2 separate regions of the Sus scrofa genome follow, and region 1 is linked to region 2. The links are chromatin contacts, called in public HiChIP or PLAC-seq maps. All regions are on one chromosome and are shown on one strand. Each heading gives the region's core, a stretch centred on a gene start, on an enhancer-like site or on the middle of the called end of the contact. The rest is flanking DNA. Distances are from core to core; before and after follow the strand shown.

Region 1 (6,918 bases), core at 3,612-6,111, 420 kb after region 2:
ATGGTCTGGAAATATTAATATTGTTAAAATGTCCATACTAGCCAAAGTAATCTGCAGATTCAATGCAACCCCTAGCAAAATCCCAAAATTTGTATGGAACCAAAAAAGACTCCAAATAGCCAATGCAATTTTGGGAAAGAAAAATAAAGCTGAAGGCACCAAGCTCCCAGATTTCAAACATTATCACAAAGCTATAGTAATCAAAACTGTATGGTATTGGAGTTCTTATGGCTCAGTGGAAATGAACCCAACTAGTATCCAAGAGGATGCAGGTTCTATCCCTGGCCTCGCTCAGTGGGTTAAGGATTTAGTGTAGCCATGAGCTTTGGAGTAGGTCACAAATGCAACTCAGATCCAATGTTCTCATGGCTGTGGTGTAGGCCTGCAGCTGCAGCTCTGATTCGACCTCTAGCCAGAGAACTTCCATATGTTGCAGCTGCAGCTATGCAAAGAGGGAAAAAACCTGAAAAATTCAATTTTAGCAAAATTAAAAATTTCTGGGAGTTCCCTTGTGTTGCATCATGTTAAGGATCTGGCATTGTCAGTGCAGCAGGTCATTGCTATGGTCTGGGTTCAATCTCTGGCCTTGGGATATCCACGTGCCATAAGCACAGCCAAAAAAAAAAAAAAAAAATTAAACATTTAAAAAAATTAAAAATTTCTGTTCTTAAAAAGATACTGTTAAGAGAATGAAAAATGAATGATGCCACAACATTTGCAAATTACCTATCTGATAAAGGTTTTGTACCAGCATATACAAAGAACTCTCAAATCTCTACAAAAAGAAAATAACTCAATTTAAAAACGGGCATGGAGTTCCCGTTGTGGCGCAGTGGTTAACAAATCTGACTAGGAACCATGAGGTTGCGGGTTTGATCCCTGGCCTTGCTCAGTGGGTTAAGGATCTGGTGTTGCCGTGAGCTGTGGCTGTAGAGTAGGCCGGTGGCTATAGCTCCGTTTAGACCCCTAGCCTGGGAACCTCCGTATGCTGTGGGAACGGCCCTAGAAAAGGCAAAAAGACCAAAAAAAAAAAAAAAAAAAAAAGGGTTAAGTATTTGAAAAGACACTTCGCCTAAGAAGATATATGGATGGCAAGTAAGCACATAAAATGATGATCAACATCATCTGTCATTAGGGAAATGCTAATTAAAACCACAACAGGAGTTCCCATTGTGACTCAGTGGAAATGAATCTGACTAGCATCCATGAAGACTCAGGTTTGATACCTGGCCTTGCTCAGTGGGTTAAGGATCCTGAGTTGCTGTGAGCTGTGGTGTAGCTTGCAGACGCAGCTTGGATCTGGCATTGCTGTGGCTATGGTGTAGGCCAGCAGCTGCAGCTCCAATTTGACCCTAGCCTGGAAACTTTCATATGCCTTGGGTCCAGCCCTAAAAAGACAAAACAAAAACAAAAACAAAAACAAAAAAAACCTACAACAATGATAAGATGCCACTACACATCTATGAGAACGTCTTAAAATTAACAAGACTGACCATACCAAGTGTTAGCAAAGATGTGGAGCAAGTGGAACTTTCATATATTGCTAGTTGAAATGTAAAATGGTATAACCATTTTTAAGAAGTTTAGCAGCTTCTTAAAGAACTAAAATGAATCTATTCCATTACCTTGGTGTTTGCCAAAGAGAGATGCAAGCATGTGGCCATACAAAGGCTTCTTCTACACTATAGTTACAGCAGTTCTATCTCCAACAGCCCCAAACTGAAAACAACCCAAATGCTCATGAAAAGTGAATGGACAAACTGAAGCATATCCATCCATGCAACAGGATCCTAGAGCAATGAAAAGGAATGAATGACTGATATATACAATGAAGTGGATGAAACTCAAAATAACTATGCTGGGTAAAAGAAGCCAAACAGGAAGCTCCCCGGGGCCTAGCAGTTAAGGATTCCGAGCTGTCACTGCTGTGGCTTGGGTTTGAGCCCTGGCCCAGGAACTTCTGTATGCGTGGCCAAAAAAAAAAAAAAAAAAAAGCAGCAGCAGCAATAGCAGCAGCCAAAAAGATTCCACGTTTGTAAAAATTCTACAAAATGCAGACTCATCTATGGTAACAGAAAACGGATAGGCAATTGTCTGGGGACAAGACATGAGGAGGCATGAATAAAAGGGAAAGATTACAAAGGCGTGTAGGAAATCCAAACCATCCCACATATTGGGACCACATAGAGAAGCTGAGACAAGAAGAAAAGGAATGGCTTTTCAATCCCTAGCTGCTCAGTCCCCAGCTATTTGACTACTGCGTGGATGCAAATGCACAAAAGGTCTGAAAGAGAACTGCCCAGAAAGGCCTTTGCAAATTCCTGATCCTCAGAACTGTAAGAGATAATAAAAAGATTACTGTTTCAAGCCACGTAAGTTTTGGGTGATTTGTTACATAACAACAGTAACCAGAACAGATCATTAGGACCACCGTTAAATATGTTTCTCAGTCACTAAGAGTAGCCCACCTCTTTCCTTGCAGCTATCTCAAAATGAAATGTTTTCTCCTCCCTATCCCTCAAATCACTGCACCAGAGGTGGGGAGGGAATCTTCCTGACTTTCACTTCCACTTCCAGATTATTCTTCCTTCCTAAAAACTCTCAGGTTTGAAAATCTTGTCACCAAACTCCACTGTCCACAGTCCTCCTTATTGTAATCACCTACAGTCTCGTGGGTTGCTCCTTTTCATTCTTTGAGGTTTAATATCCCAGTACTCTCTCCAACACTACTCCTGTTGTAATTTTTGGTAACTTAAAAACCTGCTCTGGCATAATGGGATCAGAGGCATCTCTGCAGCACCAGGATGCAGGTTTGATCCCAGGCCCAGCACAGTGGATTAAAAGATCTGGTGTTAACCCAGCTGCAATACAGGTCACAAATGTGCCTTGGATCTGATCCCCAGCCCTGGAACTCCATATGTCGTATGGGGGCAAAAAATAAAAATAAAAAAAAATAAAATAAAAAACCATGTAGATGATCTCTGCGGTACCATATCCTTGTTAGGTCTTTAAAATTTCTGCTACCAACAACTTTTTTTTGGGGGGGGGTGTCTTTTTAGGGCCTCACCCAAAGCTCATGGAAGTTCCTGGGCTAGGGATCAAATGGGAACTGCAGCTGCCGGCATACACCACAGCCACAGCAACGCCAGATCCGAGCCTCGCCTGTGACCTACACCACAGCTCACAGCAACACTGGATCCTTAACCCACTGAGCAAGGCCAGGGATCAAACCTATGTCCTCATGGATACCAGTCAGATTTATTTCCACTGAACCACGATGGGAACTCCAATGATCTTTTACAGCACCCAGTCTCAGCTACTCATTTCTATCTTCTTTATTATAACCATTAACTACAACCTCTCCATAAGTTAACGGCAAGAATCCTACTCTTCAACCACCACCCTCCAGGCTCTGCAACTCATTCCTTTTAGTAGCCTGATGATGACAATTATTCTACTTCCCTGGAATTGGTAAAACATTGGTTCTCTCACTTTTTCTCTCACCATCCTAATGTCCTCATTTCCTTTCTTAGCCAGCTAAATTCCATGGTCAATCATCAGGATAACACCCTGTACCCTCTCCCCTGCCTCACTTCATACATGGTAAAATTACAACCCTATTAACTTCAAACATTCATTTATTCTGTCTGCCCTCACACACCTGAATTTGAATTTAGCTAGAGAAAAACACAATCATGCTGTCTAGCCTCCTTTAAGCTGACAACTAGGATTTTGAAGTAGGCCTTTAATGTTGCCTAGCAACATTTCCTACCATTCCTCCTCTCTAACCACCAACACCTGTTTCCTGCCCTGTCTTTACTAGCTAATAACCTCACTTCTTTTACTGAGAGAACAGCATCAATCAAAACAGAATTTTCACAATCTCCTGCCCATCCACACAAATTTGTATTCATATAACTATCACCACATGAACTGTCAATATTTATAACAAAGGCCAAATCCATTCCCTCCTACCTACTCTAGAACATTGCTTCAGTCATTCTCTTCTCTCTCCTGCATCATCAATTTTCCCATCCTTACTGGATCTCCATTAGCCCACTAACATGCTGAAACATCTCTCCCACTTTAAAAACAAGCACAAACACAATTAAGAATACCCATTATCTCATTTCCTTCTCCCTCTACTGGTCAAATTTTCTACCTTCCAGTACTTAGAATAAATCTTGAAATATCTGCTTACAAACGCTGCCTTAAATTTCTCCTCTCCGATTCTCGAACTCGCCCCCATCACATTTCACCCAAGAATGAATTCTAACCTTCGCCCTTATAAACCTGCTTACTTGCAGTCTTCCCCATCTAGGTAAAAGGCAACTTCATCTTTTCAACTGCTCAGAAAAATCTCGGAGTTATCTTTGACTTTCTTCTCTCAAACCTTTATTACCGAATCCATAAGCAAAACCTGTTGCCTGTGATTTCAAAATACATCTAGACTCCAAGTACTTTGTCATTCACAGCTAACACCTGGATCATTTCAACAGACTAACTGGTTTCGCCGCTTCACCCTGGTCTGACCCCGCACACCCTCCAGTGAGAAAAAGGGATGGACAAGCCAAGGTACAAGCAAGTAGCGGTGTGGCACTGGCTCAAAGTCATTAACGAGCCCTAACTGCCAGAGGAAGGAATTTGAGGTTGAGGCTCCCAAATGGGTAAAGTCTTAGAAACATGCCCACCACGACCTGGGCAGTAAGCGGACTGGCCGGAGAAGGAGCTGAGGGCGAGGAGGGGACGCTGGTCGGAGGTAGCGCCGGCCGCAGCCTCACCTGGCCTGCACCGCGCCGGAACAGCACCGAGTCCTCCGCCTCAGGAACACCGCTGCCGCCGCCACCGCCGCCCATCGCCATGGCGCGCCTACTGCTGGGTGCGCGGCGTGGGCTCAGTCCCTCCGCGAGTGACGACTTCCGCCACCGGGCCTCTGGGAGCGGAAGAGCATGGCGGCTTGCAGACCGCGGGCTGGAGAGAGTAACAACCAGCGCTTTAGGAGCGCTGGCCCCGCCTGCTCCAATCGCGGGCCGCTTTGGTGTTTCTTCTCTGGATCTTCTCAATTTTTTGATTTCACCTTTATGTTTGTTCGTGGGGTGATTCATCCAGGGTTTTTGTATTTTATTTTATTTATTATTTTTTGTCTTTTTGCCATTTCTAGGCCCGCTCCCATGGCATATGGAGGTTCCCAGGCTAGGGATCTAATCGGAGCTGTAGCCGCCGGCCTACACCAAAGCAACAGCAACGCGGGATCCGACCCGCGTCTGCAACCTACACCACAGCTCACGGCAAGGCGAGATCCTTAACCCACTGAGTAAGGCCCGGGATCGAACCCTCAACCTCATGGTTCCTAGTCAGATTGGTTTCCAGTTCGCCACAAAGGGAACTCCGGGTTTTATTGTCTTAAACAACACATTCTCTTAGGTAAATAATATTTCTTCTAGGTCATTTAGAAAATACCGGTAAGGAGTTCCCGTTGTGGCTCAGCGGAAACAAATCTGATTAGCATCCATGATGACACAGGTTCCATCCCTGGCCTTGCTCAGAAGGGTAAGGATGGGTCATTTCTGTGAGCTGTGGTGTAGGTCCCAGACATGGCTGGGATCCCATGTTTCTGTGGCTGTGGCGAAGGCCTGCAGCTACAGCTATGGTTGGACCACTAGCCTGGGAACCCTCATGTGCCGCGGATGGGGCCCTACGAAGACAAAAAAAAAAGGAAAGTATGGGTAAGTTAGCAGGAAGAAAAAAATCAGTCCATTGGTAACCAATAATAATACAGCTACCTGTTTAAAAGTGCTTTTGTGTGTTTTATGTACTTTTTCTTTTCACAACAATGCTGTGAATTAGGGGCTCTTATTCCCTTTGAAAGATGAGGGTACAGGCACAGCGTTTACACAGCTGCCTGGAATCTAATCTAACATGCCTTAAGCACTTTCCAACCATAACATTTAGATTACTATTTCGTCTCCCAAATCTCTAGTAACTTTTTTTTGTTGTTGGCACCTGCGGCAAGGGGTCAAGGTGGATTATGTGGAAGTTCCTGGGCCAGGGATAGATTGCTTTGGCTATTTTAGTGATTTTTTTTTAACTAATATTCTTTTACATTTAGGGAAAAAAAAGGTTTGTCAGAGTTCCCATGGCACAATGGGATCCGAGGTGTCTCTTCAGCACCGGGACACAGGTTTGATGCCCAGCCCATCACAGTGGGTTAAAAGGGTCTGGTGTTGCCAAAGGTGCACCTTAGATTACAGCTGCATCTTGGACCTGATCCCTGGCCCAGAAACTCCATATGCTGCGGGGCAGCCAAAAAAGAAAAGAAAAGCTTGTCAAATAGAGGTAAAAACAGGAAAACAAGCTACTCGTAGAAGAAAAAAAAGGGGGGGGGCAATAAATATGAAACTATGTCTAAACTCTGGAAGCTCTGCATTCAATCTGTTTGGATTCATATCCTTAACCTCCCACTTTCTAGCTGGGTGACTTTGGGTAAATTCCTTAACTAAAAATCTCAATTTCTATAAAAATCTATAAAAACATACACAGCAGTGGTAACTACATGTGAAGACTAAGAGAAACAAAAAACATAAAGCAGAGAAAATAGATATTTAACAAAAAAAGAAAATCCAAATGTCCAATAAATGTGAAAAAATGCTCAACCTCTATGGTAAGGGAATTGCAAATTAAAAACTAAGATAACATTTCTCACTCAAGTTGGCAAAATTACTAGAGATTAATAATATCTAATGTGGGAGTTCCCAGCGTGGCACAAGAGGAAACAAATCCGACTAGGAACCATGAGGTTTCAGGTTGGATCCCTGGCTCAGTGGGTTAAGGATCGGCGTTGCCATGAGCTGTGGTGTAGGTCGCAGACGCAGGTGGATCTGGTGTTGCTATGGCTGTGTTGTAGGCCGTCAGCTGCAG
Region 2 (6,416 bases), core at 2,041-4,540:
GGATCCAGTGTTGCCGTGGGTTGTAATGTTGGTGGAAGATGAGGCTCAGAGTTGTGGTGCAGGCTGGTGACTGCAGCTCCATTTGAACCCCTAGCCTGGGAACAATCATATGTTGCAGGTGCAGCCCTAAAAAGAAAAAAAAAAAAATCCTCTTGTGTACGGTTTTGATTTACACTTGAGCCCACTAGTTGAATAAATTTTGGTCCATTTAACAACATGTAGGAGTTCCCATCACAGCTCGGTGGTTAACAAATCCGACTAGGAACCATGAGGTTGTGGGTTCGATACCTGGCCTTGCTCCGTGGGTTAAGGATCCAGGGTTGCTGTGAGTTGTGGTGTAGGTCGAAGACGCTGCTTGGATCCTGTGTTGCTGTGGCTCTGGGGTAGGCCGGCAGCTACAGCTCCAATTAGACCCCCAGCCTGGGAATCTCCATATGCCATGGGAGTGGCCCTGGAAAAGACAATAAATAAATAAATAAATAATTTTTTTTGGTATTATCTTTTCTATTTTATTTGGTAGTTTTAGCTTTTATACGTTAATTCTCACCAGTTTTCTTTTAGTCATTTTCTAGTCTAATTTAAAAGCTTAAAATATTTTTAGTTAAAAAAAAACCTTTATATAAACTTATTCCTCTGAGACAGCTTGTTTCTAAAGTTCTCTTTTTCATCAATTTCTGCTTAAGTTGGAAATTTTTTTTTTTTTTTTTGCTATTTCTTTGGGCCGCTTCTGCGGCATATGGAGGTTCCCAGGCTAGGGGTCTAGTCTGGAGCTGTAGCCGCTGGCCTACACCAGAGCCACAGCAACGCGGGAGTCAAGCCGCGTCTGCAACCTACACCACAGCTCACGGCAACGCCGGATCGTTAACCCACTGAGCAAGGGCAGGGACCGAACCCGCAACCTCATGGTTCCTAGTCGGATTCGTTAACCACTGCACCACGACAGGAACTCCTGGAATTTTTTTGTAGTGTTTTGTGTTTTAGGAATGTACCTGTGGCATATGAAAGTTCCCAGGCTAGGGGTCAAACTGGAGCTGTAGCTGCCTACCTACAACACAGCCACAGCAGTGCAGGATTCAAGCCACGTCTGCAACCTATACCACAGCTCACCACAACTCCAGATCCTTAACCCACCAAGTGATGCCAGGGATTGAACCTGCATCCTCATGGATACTAATCAGATTCATTTCCTCTGCATCACAACAGGAACTCCTTATAGTCCTTTTTTATCTGGAGTTTATTTTACTGCTTATTTTCTAAGTAAGTTTCTTTTTTGGTCAGACATCTTTTTTTAATTACTCAATGAATTTATTACATTTGTAGTTGTACAATGATCATCACAATCCAATTTTATATGATTTCCATCCCACAACCTAAGCATATCCTTCCACCCCCCAAACTGTCTCCTTTGGAGATCATAAGCTTTTCAAAGTCTGTGAGTCAATATCTGTTCTGCAAAAAAGTTCAGTCTGTCCCTTTTTCAGATTCCACACGTCAGTGAAAACATTCGATGTAGGTGTCTCATTGTCTGAATGCTACGACTTTTTTTCTTTTTTTTTCTTTTGTCTTTTTGCCTTCTCTGGGGCCTCTCCTGGGGCATATGGAGGTTCCCATGCTAGGGGTTGAATCGGAGCTGTAGCTGCTGGCCTACACCACACCCACAGCAACGCAGGATCCGAGCCACGTCTGTAACCTACACCACAGCGCACTGCAATGACGGATCCTTAACCCATTGAGCGAGTCCAGGGATCGAACCGCAACCTCATGTATGGTTCCTAGTTGGATTCGTTAACCACTGAGCCAGGACGGGAACCCCTCCATCTGGTATATTTAATTCATTTTTATAACCTTCAGTTACATTGTTTCTCAAAATGTCATCCCCCAACAGCAACAGCAACATCACTTGGGAATTTGTTAGAAAAGCAAATCAGAATCAGTAGCTTGGAGAGGCACATAGCAATCTGTATTAACTAGTTCTTCCCATGATTCTGATTGGAGAACCACTGCATACTCTTGCTCCAAATTTGGTCACTGATAAGCAGTTGCCCAAAAGGGTGGGACTGATGTGAAAATCGGGAGGACATCCTGGATAAAGCAGTTAGATGAAAGAAGAGGATCATTTTTGTGTGAAAGAAAAAACGAAGCAAAATGCTCCTCCATGAGTTTTGGGAGTAGTGGCCACATTTTACATCCTCCTGTGGCTTTTGAATCTTTTATCAGGACCTGTATTTTGATAATAGAGAGGAAGAAAGGGGAGTGTTCTGTGAATAACTCAAGGGAAACTAGTTATAGAAGGGAATGCTCCGTGCTCTCATTCAAAGAGGTCTGAGCTATTGTGCTTGTGCTGCAAGAACCCTGTCCCTTACATGACTGACCACATTGAAAAACTACAAACCAATCAGGCATTTATACGTTCTGCATTTTCTCCATTACCCAGTCACTACTCAGCTAGGAAAGGGCAACTGAAATCTGTTGCATCACCAAATTGACCCTTGGGGGTACCCAACTCTGTAACCGAGTTCGAATCTTACTGACAGCTGAATTTCAGATTGGAAGTCTGCATTGACTCCTAGAGGGTAGTGGGTATCTTTGATCTTGGGCCACTCGTTTCTCTGCCAAATGAGGGGCCTGGACAAACAAATCTCTACTCGGATGCTTCTCTCTCCTAGTCTGGCCCACACACCCATCATCCAAGGCTGGGGATGGAAGGGGAGTACTAAGAGGGGTCAAAAACGGCTATCCCAGAGTTCCTGTTGTGGCTCAGCGGGTTAACAACTCGACTAGTATCCATGAGGATGCGGGTTCCATCCCTGGTCTGGCTCAGGATCCGGTGTTGCTGCAAGCTGTGGAGTAGATTGAAGATGTGTCTCTGCGGTCTGGCATGACTGTGGTGTAGGCTGGCAGCTTCAGCTCCAATTCAACCCGTAGCCTGGAAACTTCCATTTGCCACAAGTTCGGCCCTAAAAAGACAAAAACAAGAACAACCAATTGGCTATCTCAGAGCCAGTGTTGCAAGAGCACTTATGTTGGAGTTCTCCACTCCAGACCGCGGCTGCCAGATGCCGCCGAGTGCCCCCTTAGCCCAGCACAGCCCTTAGCCTAGCACTGAATTGCGCTAACGCTTAATTAAAGTTCTTTCACTTTTTTTTTCTTTTTCTTTTACTAGTTGTCTGTCAAAGGTTTAACCTACAGAGCCAGAATAAAATAAGAGACATCGGCAACCATAGCAACCAGAGACTGGGGTGGAAAGGGCGGGGCTAGGGGCGGAAGGGGGCGGGACGCAACGACAGTCCAGCCCCTTCCGGGCGTCAATTAAGTGGCGGGAAGAAAGGCGGCCCCTGGCAGGGCTGTGTTAACTCGTCTTCCGTGGTAGTTCTTCGCCCCAAGGATGGAGATGCAGTCCAAGAAGCAAGCCGCAGCTGAGCCCGCGGACTCCGGGGGGGAAGGCAGGCCGCCGCAGGTCGCCGGCAACGATGCGGCGCGTCCCGAGGACCGCATGACCCTACTGCTCAGGTTGTTCCCTCTAGCTAGCTCGGCAGGAACCCATCCAAGCCCAGATAAACTTGAGGGAAGTTGCCCCGCCCTATTCTTTTATAGCTTTGGCCCTTTTCAATCCGGAAGCTTCGTTTGTTGTGAAGAAATTCGTTGCTAGATTTGATGATAAGGGACGTAAATATTCTATCAATGGGAAACTATGGCCCTGGGCCATATCTATCCTACTCTCTGTTTTTCTTTGGCCCCTCAAACTAAGAAAAGTTTTCATGTGTCTAAATGGTTGAGAGGAAGAAATTAGATTTTAGTCCTCTTAAAGTTTTATTGGAACACAACTTTCCTGCTGCAAAGGGCTGAGTTGAGCAGTTAGACCAGACACCATATGAGCCTAAGACATTTGCTGTCTCTTCCTTTACAGAAAAAAAAAATTCAGACTTCTGTTCTAAATCATAACAAGTAATGCTTTTAAAAAATAAGCTTTGTGGAGTTCCCTTATGCAGCAGTGGGTTAAGGACCAGGGATCCAAAAAAAAAAAAAAAAAAAAGCTTTGCTAACCGTGTTTCAGCTTTACTACTGCTTTGAAAGACTGCCTGATAACAGACCTCACAGCCTTACTTTAAGAATTCCCTCTTATCCGAATTCCTGCTGTGGTGCAGTGGGATAAGAATCAGACTGCCAGAGTTTCCGTCGTGGTGCAGCTGGTGCAGCGGAAACAAATCCGAGTAGGAACTATGAGGTTTCAGGTTCGATCCCTGGCCTCGCTCAGTGGGTTAAGGATCCGGTGTTGCTGTGAGCTGTGGTGTAGTTTGCAGGCCAGCAGCTTTAGCTCCAATTAGACTCCTAGCCTGGGAACCTCCATAAGCCACTGGTGTGGCCCTAAAAGCAAAAAAAAAAAAAAAAAAGAATCTGACTGCTGGCTCCTAGTTGCTGCAGAGGCCTGGGTTGCAGCCTCATCCGTTGTGGGTTAAAGGATGTGTGGTACGTCGCATCTGCGATTCAGTCCCTGTCCTGGGAACTTCCATATACCATGGGTGTGGCCATTAAAAAAAAAAAAAAAAAAGTTGCCTCCTACCAGTGCAAAACAGGCTCTCCCAACATGGAGTTTTATAGCCCAGGTCTTACATGAGGGAGTGGTGGGTGCAGGTGAGACTGTTGGCCATGCCCCTTCTTGTGGCCTCTCTGTGCATTCTGTCTCCCCCAACCCCAGCTTTCCCCTGCTCTTCACTCTTGGAAGTTCTTAGGTGAATTGTTTGCCTGCAAGGGGGACCATGTCACTATTCCATTTCTGAGCAAGCCAGCATCATTAAGGCACTTTGGCGGCATCTGGGTTTTCAGAATCACAATATCAACCTTTTGTCTCATGATTATGGGGATATTGTTGCTCAGGAGCTGCTCTATAGGTTCAAGCAGAATTGACCTGATTGGCTTACTGTAAAGAGTCTCTTTGTCAAACAGCAGTTGTATTTACCAGATTCACTGTCCTCTCCTTCGGAAGCTTCTCAGAGGCGGAGGCATGCTGTCACCCATCCCCATGTGATTGATGAACTTTGTATTCTCTCAAGGTCTCATCCCAGTCTTCAGGCCATTAACCCACCTTCTGAGAGTGAGTTTGGGGGCCTGTGGGCAGGGATAGGCAACAATGATGGGAATTTAAGTTATCAACAGTCTTTTACAGTTTATCAAAGAAAGGAAGAAGTTTAGGGTGGGGGCTCTTTCCTCTGTTCCCATTCATTTATCCATGGGCCATTGCATCTTTATGCAGAGTTCTTGGAGTCCTATAGGAAAACGCTGCCACAGTCTAGTGTCAATTCCGGAGGACCCCGTTAGCACTGTCCACAGCTAGAGGATCCCATGGGCTTCATTAACCTGTTCTGAGCTCCAAAGAGTAGCTTCCTTGTATTACCTTCCCTGTCGCCTTATCTGTTGTGTATTCCGCTTAGGATGAAATGCCCAAAAGAGGTCCTGGTCACCAAACACTATTCTCTCACAAAAGTCCACCTCACTCACATTGATTGGTAAACAGCATATAGTATAAAGGTGGCAGGAACTCTAAGGGTAATCTAATTACCCTAATTATCCACCTCCCATTCCTTTGACATCTGACCAAGTGTATGAACTTGCCTTGTTTTTCTGTTTTTAGGAAATTTTTTTTTTTTTTTTTTTTTTTTCTGGCCTTCCTTGCCCATGGCATGTGGAAGTTCCTGGGCCAGGGTTCAAATCCTCGCCACAGCCAGCAACCCAAGCTGTTACAGTGACAAAGCTGGACCCTTAACCCACTTTGCCACAGGAAAACTCTTTTCAGGAAATTCTGATGAGTACTGCTACACACTGATCCAGAAAGACATTCATTCGTATAAAAGTCTTCTCAATACTTATAAGAAACAAATAAAAAATAAAACTTCCCTTCCACTTGCAATACAAAATCCTAAAATATTAAACTCTTTGGAGTTCCTGTTGTGGCTCAGCAGAAACGAATCTGACTCGTAGTCATAAGGAGTCAGATTCGATCCTTGAGTCAGGGATCTGGCATTGCTGTGAGCTGTGGTGTAGGTCACAAATGAGGCTTGGATCCTGAGTTGCTTTAATGCTGTTTATACTCATTTTGTTACATCAGCTTCCGAAAATGATGAGTTGATTTATCATATAGTATTTTGACTCTGTTTCTCTGTTTTCAGGCTAAGAACACAGACAAAACAACAACTTTTGGAATATAAATCAATGGTTGATGCAAGTAAGTATTTTCATTTTCAATAAGACTTTGTAAGTTTGATGACTCCAAGAAAAAGAAAATAAAGAGTTTTTGTTGTGGATCAGTGGTAACAAACTCGACTAGTATCCATGAGGATGCGAGTTCGATCCCTGGCCTCCATCAGTGGATTAAGGATCTGGTGTTGCCATGACCTGTGGTGTACATCACAGAAGACAGG

What was found. HiChIP or PLAC-seq counts read pairs in DNA pulled down with a chosen protein or histone mark.
Region 1: a contact with region 2 is called in an H3K27ac HiChIP or PLAC-seq map of skeletal muscle, with 4 times the contacts expected there. The contact joins the promoter of SMN1 here to the promoter of CENPH in region 2. A contact is called at or near these places in 1 of 5 promoter capture datasets (fetal skeletal muscle) and 1 of 2 datasets of contacts at active chromatin or transcription factors (skeletal muscle).

What each region holds. Positions count from the first base shown.
Region 1 is chr16:47,772,457-47,779,374 of Sscrofa11.1, forward strand. SMN1 (survival of motor neuron 1, telomeric) reads right to left here and starts at 4,862. Exons shown (of 8, transcript NM_001130735.1): 1 at 4,782-4,862. The coding sequence starts at 4,862.
Region 2 is chr16:47,350,029-47,356,444 of Sscrofa11.1, forward strand. It overlaps CENPH (centromere protein H), which reads left to right and starts at 3,291. Exons shown (of 9, transcript XM_003483841.3): 1 at 3,291-3,510; 2 at 6,165-6,220. The coding sequence starts at 3,386. It also overlaps the pseudogene LOC102161570.